Linked DNA regions of Gossypium hirsutum: region 1 is linked to region 2. The links are chromatin contacts, called in public Hi-C maps. All regions are on one chromosome and are shown on one strand. Each heading gives the region's core, a stretch centred on a gene start, on an enhancer-like site or on the middle of the called end of the contact. The rest is flanking DNA. Distances are from core to core; before and after follow the strand shown.

Region 1 (5,656 bases), core at 2,962-5,461, 49 kb before region 2:
TTTTTATTTATATAAATAATGTTTATAGTAAAAATAAATAATATATAAAATATTTAAAATAAATAAATTATATATAAAAAATTTAAAAAGGATTAAAATTAAATAAAAATAAAACTCTAGGGTTAATTTTAAAATAATAAAAAAATTTGGACCTAATTGAAACGCACGCTAAAATCTGAGGGACTCACTGGGCAATTAGCCCTAATCCCAAAAACGACGTTGTTCCCTAAATAAGTTTTATAATGGCCATTAGGACTAAATTGAAACAAAAATAAAAGGTTATGGCCAAATTAAAATAAAAATAAAATTAAATTATAAATATTAAAAATGCGGAAGGATCAATTGGGCAATTAGCCCTTTAAACAAAAACACGCGGATCCTACCCAGGTTATGGGTCAACGATCGGATCCCTGCATTTGAAATGACGCCGTCTTGAAGCCTATCGTTTTAAGCAAAACGTCACCGTTCCCATGAGGCTATATAAGCCAAATCTTGGCCCCAGAAATTCATTTTAACACGTTTATAAAAAAAACTAAAAAAAACCCTCTGAAAGAGGATAGAGAGCAGGCCCTCGGAGCTCCGTCGAGCCTCCATCATCGGGCTCCCATGCGCCCACGCGCCGCTGTCGACTCCGCCACGTACAGCGGTCGGGATTCGAAAAGTTTCACTTTTCACAGCGAATCGAGAGGTAATCCTCTTTTTATTTTTTTATAGTACTTTGTATGTATGAAATGCAAGTATCCAAGAGGAAAATAAAGAAAATAAAGCAAGAAGAATCACCTCTGTTTTCTGGAAAAGCTAAGAAATCTGTAATCTGTTTCTCTGTGTTTTTATATCTGATAAATCGTGTTTTTTCTTACAGATTAGAAAATAGGCTTTTATAGCCTTCTGTAAATTGTTACATGTTGGGAAAGAAATCTTTGATTTCTTTCCATGTTTGCTTTTCTTTTCTGCTGTGGTTCTTTCCTTTTTGCAGGTACCAGTGAGGATATCATGGCGGTGAGTGCGCTGGCGTTGATTCGTGCGCCGATTGCGGCGCGATAAGGAGCTGGAGTCACGGCGCCGATGGAGGCGTCGATGAAGGGTCACTGAAACGGCGCAAGACGAAGGGGCGTGATGATTGGAGTGCTTGCGGCGCGAAGCTTCTGTAAACCCTAGGGTTTTCTAACATGTTAACTGATTTGGGCCTTTTGCGCCCCGTGTATCTTTGGGTTGAGGGTGTAATGGGCTGCTGGGTAGTTTAGGCTGTCGGATTAATAGTGGGCTTTGTAAATGGATTGAACATTTAATTATTTTGGTTTTTTGTGTATTTTGGTTTATTGTTTTTATTGGGCCCGGGCGAATTCGGGCTATTATAGACTTTTTAAAACTAAATGTGGAGTTGCCACTAATCTCTTTGCTTAGATGTGATTGGGTCACCTACTAAAGTGTTTTGTTTCACTTAAAATAATTTTAGTTCACGTAAAATCTTTTAAAAAAAATGGTTCGGGAGTCGGTTACGCATGAGGAAGGGTTAGCACCCTCATTACGCCCAAAAAAATTGGTATCAAATTGATTCGATGCTGCGTATATCAAAGATTTTAAAAAAGATCTTTCAAAGCATGGCTCTTTAAAATGTGTTAATAGCTCAAGTTAACTGTCAAAATTCTCTCGTTTCAAAGATATGCAGCATCATACCCAGCACGATTGGATACGATCCTTTATACCTTCGAAGATATGATTGATTTTTGAAAAAACTCATGTGTTAAAATTATAAAAGGATATCCAAATATTTAGTCAAACGAAAAAATCATACCCAGCACAGTAGGGCACGATTTCCCGAATTTTCAAATATTAGATATTGTCTTATTTCAAAATTCTTGCTTAATAAGAAAAATTAGCTCAAAACACATTTATTCGCTTTAAAATATGGTGAAATATTTAATGTATTACAACAAAACATTTGTATAGAAAAGGATTATTGAACATGAAATAATATAGTACAATAAACCACAACTAATAAATCCAACAGTTATGTACAACTATTCTAAATAAAATGTAACCAAATTCTTAATAATAGATGGAGAATAGCTAATATAAAGAATAAAATAATGACTAAATGATATACATCAACAATAAATATGGCACAATATAAAACGATCCACAAAACATGTACAAACTAAAAGGGAAATTAAAAGTCAATGTGGTATAAGACATTTTCAAAATAATGATGAATTAATGAACACATAATAATATAAAAGTTGACAAATTTGCATAAAAACTAGGGATATGTAATTATTGAAATAGATATTACAGAATAAAAGTTTGAATTAAATTATATGCAAAATATTTTAAAAACAAATTCATTTAAAAATTGACAAGGTACATGATAACTTAAATAATATATAAAATATGAAAGAATAATAAAAATTTATGATAAGGTATAATATACATAGTTGATTCCCAAAACATGCATATATAAGTAGATTTAGAAATAATTATTTGTAAAAATAGCATAAGATTAATAATATATATAAAATTAACTTAATCTCTATAAATTATAGACGTACCATTGTACATAAAAACATTTAAATGAGATACTATATAAAACATAAGAATAATATAATATAAGGAAACATTCCAAAATAATAATTTTATAATACAAAGATGAAGTTTCTAAAATAGTTTCATATATACATAAAGAAAAATTACTTGGTGAATCATAAAGCAAAAAGTAATAGAAAAAATTTATTAAAGTAATAGATGTATTAATATATATAAATATTTAAACAAGAGGATATATAAAAATATTAAAATAGCTTAATGCGAAAAGAATTTTAAAATGATGATTTTATAAAACAAAATAAAGTTATTAAGATGGCTCAGTTCATGTACAAAAATATTGTGAATCCTCAAAATAATAGGTATTATAAATTAAAAACTCAATGAGAATAATATGTATACTAATATGTATAAAATATATAAAAAAATATTGTGCAAAATATAAAAATAATAAGATAAAAGAAACCTCAAAATAATTGTACAAATAAAAACAAATAAAATCATTAAAATAAATTAACATATACAAAAATATTAAATGTATTTTAAATTAGCAGATTATACAAATGAAGGACCAAATTAAGATTAAACCTAAAATAAAAGGGATAATTTACAAATAAAATAGTTTAAAAAATACGTGCAAAGCATATAAATGTACAGGGACTAGAACTGGAAATAATCCAAGTCCCAAAACGCTGCACCTTGGAGCGAACTAAAATGAAATAGCATACAAATTTTTAGGGAAAAATTAAAATAAAACACTTGGATGCTAATGGGGGTCTGCTGAGATGCGGCGCAAAAAGTGAGGGATTAATCGTGGAAATTTCCCATTTGACATGCAAATGCACATATCGGGTCTGAGCATGGATCAATACGCGGTCCCCACCCTTAAACACCACCGTTTCAATTTATCTCAAAATTAAAAGCCATTTAATGGCAATTCCCTTTTTTCAAGCTACAAACCGAATGCCCAATTATTAGGGTTTCGGCATAGCAACTCTCTCTTATCTCATTTTCTTTGCAGCCAACCTTTTAACAAATATCTACAGCCTAAAATCAACCTGTTAGAGCCTCATTTTACAGTCGCCGGACCCATCATTCAATTTGACGGTCGACGGTGCACGAGCAGAGATCCGATCTTGCCCACAAAGATCACCCATGGAAATTAGGTAAATTAATCCTTCTCTTTTTCTTCTTTTTAAAAAAAACTCAAATCATACGTTAATCTCTTTAAAAAACAAAATAGAAATTCAAAAGAAACAAACATTCGACCCTCGCCCGAATCTCTATATTTTCGAGATATTTGGGTATTCATCGGTGTCGATTCACATACTAAAAAATCGAACCAAACAAAAAGAAAATAAATCGACCGAAAAGAAAAAAAACTTTGAAATCACCTTTGCTATTTTGATTGCTTTTTCTTTATTCTCTCTGTGTGCGTAAGTATTTGCAGTACAAGTGATGACTTTTTATAGCCTGGCAAAATACAGATTTAAAAATAAAAATCTTTTTCTTTTTCTTTTGCTATTTTTCTATTTTACTGCTTCTCGTGTGTTCTTTTGCAGGGGCAGTTGTACAGAAAAGATGGCCCTGGTGACGTGGAGGAGGCCGTTCGGGGAAACTGCTCGTGGGAGCCGACCTTCTGGCACTGTTCTGGCATATTCCAGAAGCTTCTGGTGTTCACAGCTGCTGAGCTTCTCTTTGGGTCTTGTTGGGCCTCAGGTTTGGGCCATTGAAACTGGGTCTAGGGTTTTAATGGTTGGGTCAGATTCATGTAATTGGGTTAAGTCTAGATTTAAGGAGTTTGGGTTCAATTTAATTTAATCCCAAATATTTGTAACCGGACATTGGACTCCTAAATTTGGATTCTTTATTTGCTTTTTTTTTTATTTTAATTTACTTGGACTTATTTGTTTGGCTTATTTTAATGCTTTAAATAGGCCCGAGCAAAATGGGTTAACTACAAAGAAAGAAGCCAATAAAGATTTTGTGATATTTTCCACTAATACCAAGGCTTCAAAGGCTTTTCATGTTGTCACAGACAGTAGAGTCTATGAGGTGGCATCATGATCAATGAACCGATGATGGATTATTAAGGGATTCTGTTGATTCTTTAGCTTAGAAATCATTTGACAATAAATTTTCAAGCTTTGCAAGTGATCCTCGACATGTGAGGCTTGGGCTAGCATATAATGGATTTAATTCTTATAAAATCATGAGTACTTCGTACAGTACTTGGCCTGTAGCGCTTATTCCTTACAATTTGCCTCTGTGGATTTGTATGAAGCAATTGTAACACCCCAAACCCGGCCTAAACGTTATGGGCGAATCTGGCGATGTCACATAAGAGTGTTTTAACTAAACCATTTTGATTCATAAAACATGTCATTCATTGTATTTTACTTATCGTAAATTATAACGAAAAAGTTGTATTGTTTTGAAAACGTTTCTTTATTGCGGAAGTGTTTGAAACTCAATTGATGATTTATTATCTTGAGAACTCATTTTTTTATTTATGAAAATTCTTAGTTTATTTTAGGAAAACCATAATATTGATGTTTTTTATAATCCACATCCACAGTTCAAAACTCAATTAAAATCCAAAATCACATCAACCCTCAACAAATAATAAATAAACCAAAGTAAAAGTCATAACCAAAATGTATGCGGACGTGGTCACCGTCGAGTCCTCCTCTGCACCGATCCACCTACTACTAGGGATTACCTGAATAGATAAATAAATAAAGGGGTGAGTTTTCGCAACTCAGTGTGTACATCCTCAGAGTATAGCATGCAAGCAAACAGATAACAGAATACAATCATACTTCAGGTCTGGGCCCTAACAGGATCATTATCAGATATAGTCTTAGGGCTTCGGCCTATCTCAGATATAGCATGCAGAACAGATCAGATCAACAGAATATGCCCACCATTCCTGCACACCAACTCTGTCTAACCTAACACACCATGTGGGGATAAAATCGTCCCACCTATCCCTACATACCATATATGGGGATACAATCATCCCATCCATCCCTACACACCATAAGGTACCGCAATGCAGTACATATAATAAGTATCCAGCTTAGCTGCCAGATATCAGGCTCATAAAGCCCTA
Region 2 (5,217 bases), core at 292-2,791:
TAAACCTATAAATAAATACCCAACGATCATAGAAGATTTATCCACGTTTAGAGTATAAGGGTTATTTAGAGGTCAATTTGCCTACGATCCCATAGTATAGTAAGAAAATTCAATTAAACTAAAATATATAATAAATATTATCCTTTAAGCCCTTTTTTGTTTTTCCCCCCCTTTTTACATTAATTTATATACAATCATCAGTACCCAGTATGTTAGTCTCTTCATGAGAGGATAGGTACAAATTAGGAATATGTATGCAGCCTCATAGATCGCGCTGTAAACAAGAAACACGAAAGCCAATATCAGATGGAAATCAAAATAACTAATTATGAAATATATAAAATTAGTTTATGCAAAAAAAAAAACCTTAATTTGCAATATATATCAAGACAGTAACCTATAATAAAGCATTAAATTGATATGAAATTTTACATAAATGATGGTTATGATGTGTGGAAACAAACGAAAGGAATGCAGTGAGACCTGTAGTTGGTGAGTTGGAGGAAAATTCCATGACTCAGTAGCAATTGAAACGCAAAGAAACAAAGTCCTTGAAATGGTGTGACAGCCCCACTTACCATTGGTCTCTCTTTTGTACGCTCCACCTGCATTTTACCCAATTTCTTTTACATATCAACTTCACTTAATAAAATGTGTCATAAGTACTTGCTGGTACAATAAATATTTCCGGCAAAATAAGGCGATTATTTAATAGAAAAAACCCAAAAAATATTTGCTCAGAACTCTATCCAACTTTGTTAGCTTTGGTCGAAAATAATATTTACACCGTCTTGCATGAAGAAGTAATTTACCATTTTATCAAAATCACGATCAAAGAAATCATTTATGGTACAAGCAGCACCCCTAAAAAATGGAGCTGCACAAGCAAATACAGCTAAATTCTTGAAATCAGGAATATTTCCAGTCGATGCTGCTAACGTAGCTGACCTATACGTACACAAAGTTTTTAATTAAGGAATTGAAGTATATATGATTCCATATTATCAAATAAAATGGAAGGAAGGGAAGGAAGAGTTTGTTACCAGGCAAAGGGAAAAAGAAATAACCAAGTACCGATGGGCTTATCTACGCGAGCCAGCTTAGCGAAAGGCTGAATTTCTTTGGGTAAGTAATCAATCCACGATGAAACTTGGACCACTTTCTCATTCGGTTGCCCATTAATTAGCTTTTCATCATCTTTGCTTACTGGAGATGTGGTTGTGGACATGCAAACCATTCCGGCTTTGTGATTTGAGGAACGCAATGACAAGTTTTTTGGAGAAAACAATGATGGAGTGGTGAAGAATGGGGTGTAATTTAAAACAGGATGAAGCTTCAACATCCTTGTTGTCAAGGGGGTTCGGAGGCCAGAAGTAGCACCACCTGAAAGGGGAGCCATTTTTGTGTTTACAATAATGAATGTTTGGGTGTTTGAATGAGGTATAGGTAGTTGTTCACCTTGATCACAAAGATGGATTATTAAACTTTGGTGAAGGGTGAAGTTAGTGGTACTATAAATGTTTGATGAGTTTGAGGGAAGCCCCAACTCAAAAGAAAGGTTCTTGGTTAAGAAATAAAATTATGCACTTTAATAGCAGACCGCGAATGGCAACAATTTTCGTGGAAAATAAAATCCAAAAATGGATCAAACTTTCTAAAATTTCCCAACTTGGCAGTGGTTGCTGCCGAATATGGATTTGAATAAGAGCACATGTTAGCCTATCACAGTCAAAGTGGTACGCACAAAGAAATGATGTACTATTATATATTATAATTAATGTTTGTTTCTTACTTGATAATTAAAAGAATATTAATCTAAATTAAACTTTAATAATTGCATATATAAATTATATATAATAATGATCGATAAAGGTTTATTTTATTTGCTAACCAACTAAATTATTATATGATTTTTTATTTCGTTTAGTCATGTAGTGTATGATTAATACAAAATAGAAGGATAATTAAAATTTTAGTAAAATAACAATTAAAAATTAATTTATTGTTAATTTATATACTAAGATAAAATATATGAATTTTAATAAAAATTATACATAAATTTTGATTTAATGTGTAATTATATAAAGAGAGGCATGTGTAAAGAAAAAACTTGTTTAAAGCTGCTTGGTGATTTGCTGCTGAAGTAGAGTGGATGATGCTGGGATGCTCTGCTGTTTCTGCAGCAGAATAGAGCGGGGAAGTCTGTGGTTTAATGTTTTTTGTCTGCATAGTGGTAATTGCTAGGTTGTTTTGTTTTATTTTTTATTTTTTTTTAAACTTTGTTTGATGTTGTATGGATTGTTTTGTATTTTACTGACCTTACAAAAAAAAATATATCTTCGGTGTTGGGTGCATGAAAACAGTGCCCATAAAAATATTTATTTATTATTTTAAGAAATTCTTTACAATTTTTTGCCCAAACAAATATCATTTCTTTCATTGCGATTCAATTAGAGCAAAACAAAGTAACAACTCCACCTGTACAAAACAAATGACACGTAAAAATAAAAGAAAAATCTTTACGTTTATTATATCACTTTTATTAAATTAAAACGAGTTTTTTTTTTCATTTTTATGAGCTTGTTTAATTGATGTTATTAGGAATAATTAAAGATATTAAATTTAATTTTATTTAATATTTTAACACGTTACTTTAATTGAATTCATGAAAATTATATCTTTAGCATTAATGAATGTGTGTTGTGGGGTGAGATATCCTTCAAATGACTTAATTAGAGGTCCATAATAATTTTATTTGTCTCTTCAGATTTTATTCGTTATAAATAAGTGGTTTTATATATAAAATAATTTTAGGCTTAAAATAGAATTTATATTGTGATTTTTCATCAAATAAAGAAAATAAGAACTATGTTCAAAAAAAAGAAAGAAAGTGAGAGTCAAATCAACAAAATTAATATATATATATATAAAACAGATGCATGTATTATTATTTATGTATTTTTTATTTTACATTCTTTCACATGATTAATTATAAGGTTTATAAATTTAACAAGTTCAATTAATCAATATGAATTATCAAATTAAATTAATTAATTTATAAGAGTTACTAAATTTAAGTAATCAATTTATAAGTTTACGATGTTTCAAATTCTTAGTAGAATATTTAATTATGGAATTTAATAGTTTCTTGAATTGATGTCTTTAAATCCACTCATTGAGGATTATTTCCATTTAATAAAATATGGTTAATAAATTTTTTCACGTGAAATTTAATCATTTTATTAAAATGATATTTTAATTGAGATAATTTTCAATAAATGATAATTAATAAGATTGTCTATATGAAATAACTATGATTTTACTTAAAATTTTAGATAATATGTTAGAGAGCTAATTTAATAAAAAACGTATTTCATAACTAAGAATGTTGTTGTTATAAGTAAAAAATTATTATAGAGAATGATAAGCTATAAAAATAACATATTTTAATCTCATTCTTAATGCGTTTTTGGATGATTAATTATGCAAATTAGTGAATTTGATACTCCTAATCCTTTAAATTCATGTTTCTATACTTAGGAGAGCATATGGGAGTGAAAGGAGCAAAAAAGAGCCAAAATTGAACAAATAGAGCTGTATCCACATGGGTTGGACATACTCCCATGTGCCAGCCCGTGTCGATTTCACACCCTGTTTCCCAAATACGTAAAAAAAAACTCAATTTTTAGGCTTTCTAACCATTCTAAAGTCTATAAATACCCATTAGAAGAAGACGTAAGGGGGCAATCAGAGAAGATCGAAGAAAACGCTCGAAGAACACCACCGGAGCCAACTCAGAAGCAGATCTCCATTAAGATTGAAGATCTCTTTTTAATTTCTTTCAAAGTTTTATTGAGTTTCTTTATGTCTTATGGTTTTTCTGACTTTGAGATGTTTACATTCAGGATTATGAACTAATCTCCTAGATACCTAGGAAGGATGAAACCTATGATGAATCCTTTTATTTAATTCAGGTTTTTACGCGACAAATATTTGGTTTTTGTTCTCAATTATGTATGCTTATTTCTTGTTTTAATATTTCTGGGATATTAATTCATGTTTAATGTGCTTAATTTAGTGGAGCAAAGGCCATGTTTAAGAGTAGATCTAGCATAATTAAGTGGAGTTGCATGCAATACTTGAAATAGGACGACATAAATCTACCAGATTAGAGTCAAATCTAATAAGGGAATCCAGAGATCTAGTTAATGCGACGATAGGGGTTTTAATTAGAAAGAAATTTCAATTAATCAACTTAGAGTCAGTTGTTCTTACTCTCGAAAGAGATATTAAAATAATTTAGGGATTTCTACGGATCAAGACAAGTGAATAAATCGTTTAATTTAGATTCATAATGATAGGTGAAGTCTAGGTGAATTCTTTCCTGTGTATTGCTTATCTCATTGGTTAATATTCGATTATTTCCTCGATTCATTCTCTGTTGCATTCTTAGACAAATTAGTTTAGTAATTTTAGATTAAAACGCAATCACTCCAATTTGTCAGCTAAATAATAAGAAGACAATAATTACTAGTACTTCTAGTCTCGTGGATACGATATTCTCTACTCACCATATCTATACTATTATTTAATAGGTGCACTTGTCTTTGTCGTATTTTTAGTTAGTTTTGTGACCATCAGAAAATAAAAATAAAATATAAAAAATTATTTTTTAAAAATTCAATTTTTATAGCAAAATGTTGTTATAGTATGTGGTTGTTATAGAGAAGGCTCACTCTAAATGAAGAAATTTAAAGGCGTATTCAAAAATTGGTGCTGACAAAACATGAATATATGACCATTTTTAATAAACATGGGAATCATACATCTATGCTTACCATGATTTAAGTCCCTAACTAAGTTGGTGTCACGAGTGGCACAAATTCGGTTAGAAAAATTACGAAAATAAAAAATCAAGAAAAAAACTTATAGTAGGAATTGAATTCACGCCAATTGGATTTATAAAACTTTAAATTTAACACTCAACTAAAACTTCAGTTTTATAAATTTTATACATTTTTATTTTAATATGCACAATTTATTATCTCCATTAGTTTTATATCTATACTATTATTTAAGCTCCTGGCTGAGTTGATGTTACTAGTCAATTGAACACCAACTCGGTTACGAAAATTATAGAAATACCCTTACAATTACAATAAATTATATTATTTGAGGGTACTTTAGTCTTTTTATTTTAAAAACTAATAAAAAATT

The links. A called contact is a pair of places that touch in the nucleus more often than the background predicts.
Region 1: a Hi-C map of leaf shows a contact between it and region 2, with 2.1 times the contacts expected there. The contact joins the enhancer-like site here to the promoter of LOC107932616 in region 2. A contact is called at or near these places in 14 of 34 Hi-C or Micro-C datasets (anther, callus, cotyledon and 5 more).

What each region holds. Positions count from the first base shown.
Region 1 is chrA12:87,479,661-87,485,316 of Gossypium_hirsutum_v2.1, reverse strand. No RefSeq gene overlaps it. Among protein-coding and RNA genes, the nearest start is that of LOC107932613, 8.3 kb to the left of the region's middle. Within about 2 kb of position 4,211, at least 9 of the 9 cell types and tissues checked have an H3K27ac peak or open chromatin away from gene starts, as enhancers often do. A contact at or near this core is called in cotyledon, fibers, hypocotyl and 1 more, where this site is marked.
Region 2 is chrA12:87,428,921-87,434,137 of Gossypium_hirsutum_v2.1, reverse strand. LOC107932616 (4-hydroxybenzoate polyprenyltransferase, mitochondrial) reads right to left here and starts at 1,541. Exons shown (of 5, transcript XM_016864677.1): 1 at 1,044-1,541; 2 at 813-948; 3 at 484-605. The coding sequence starts at 1,399.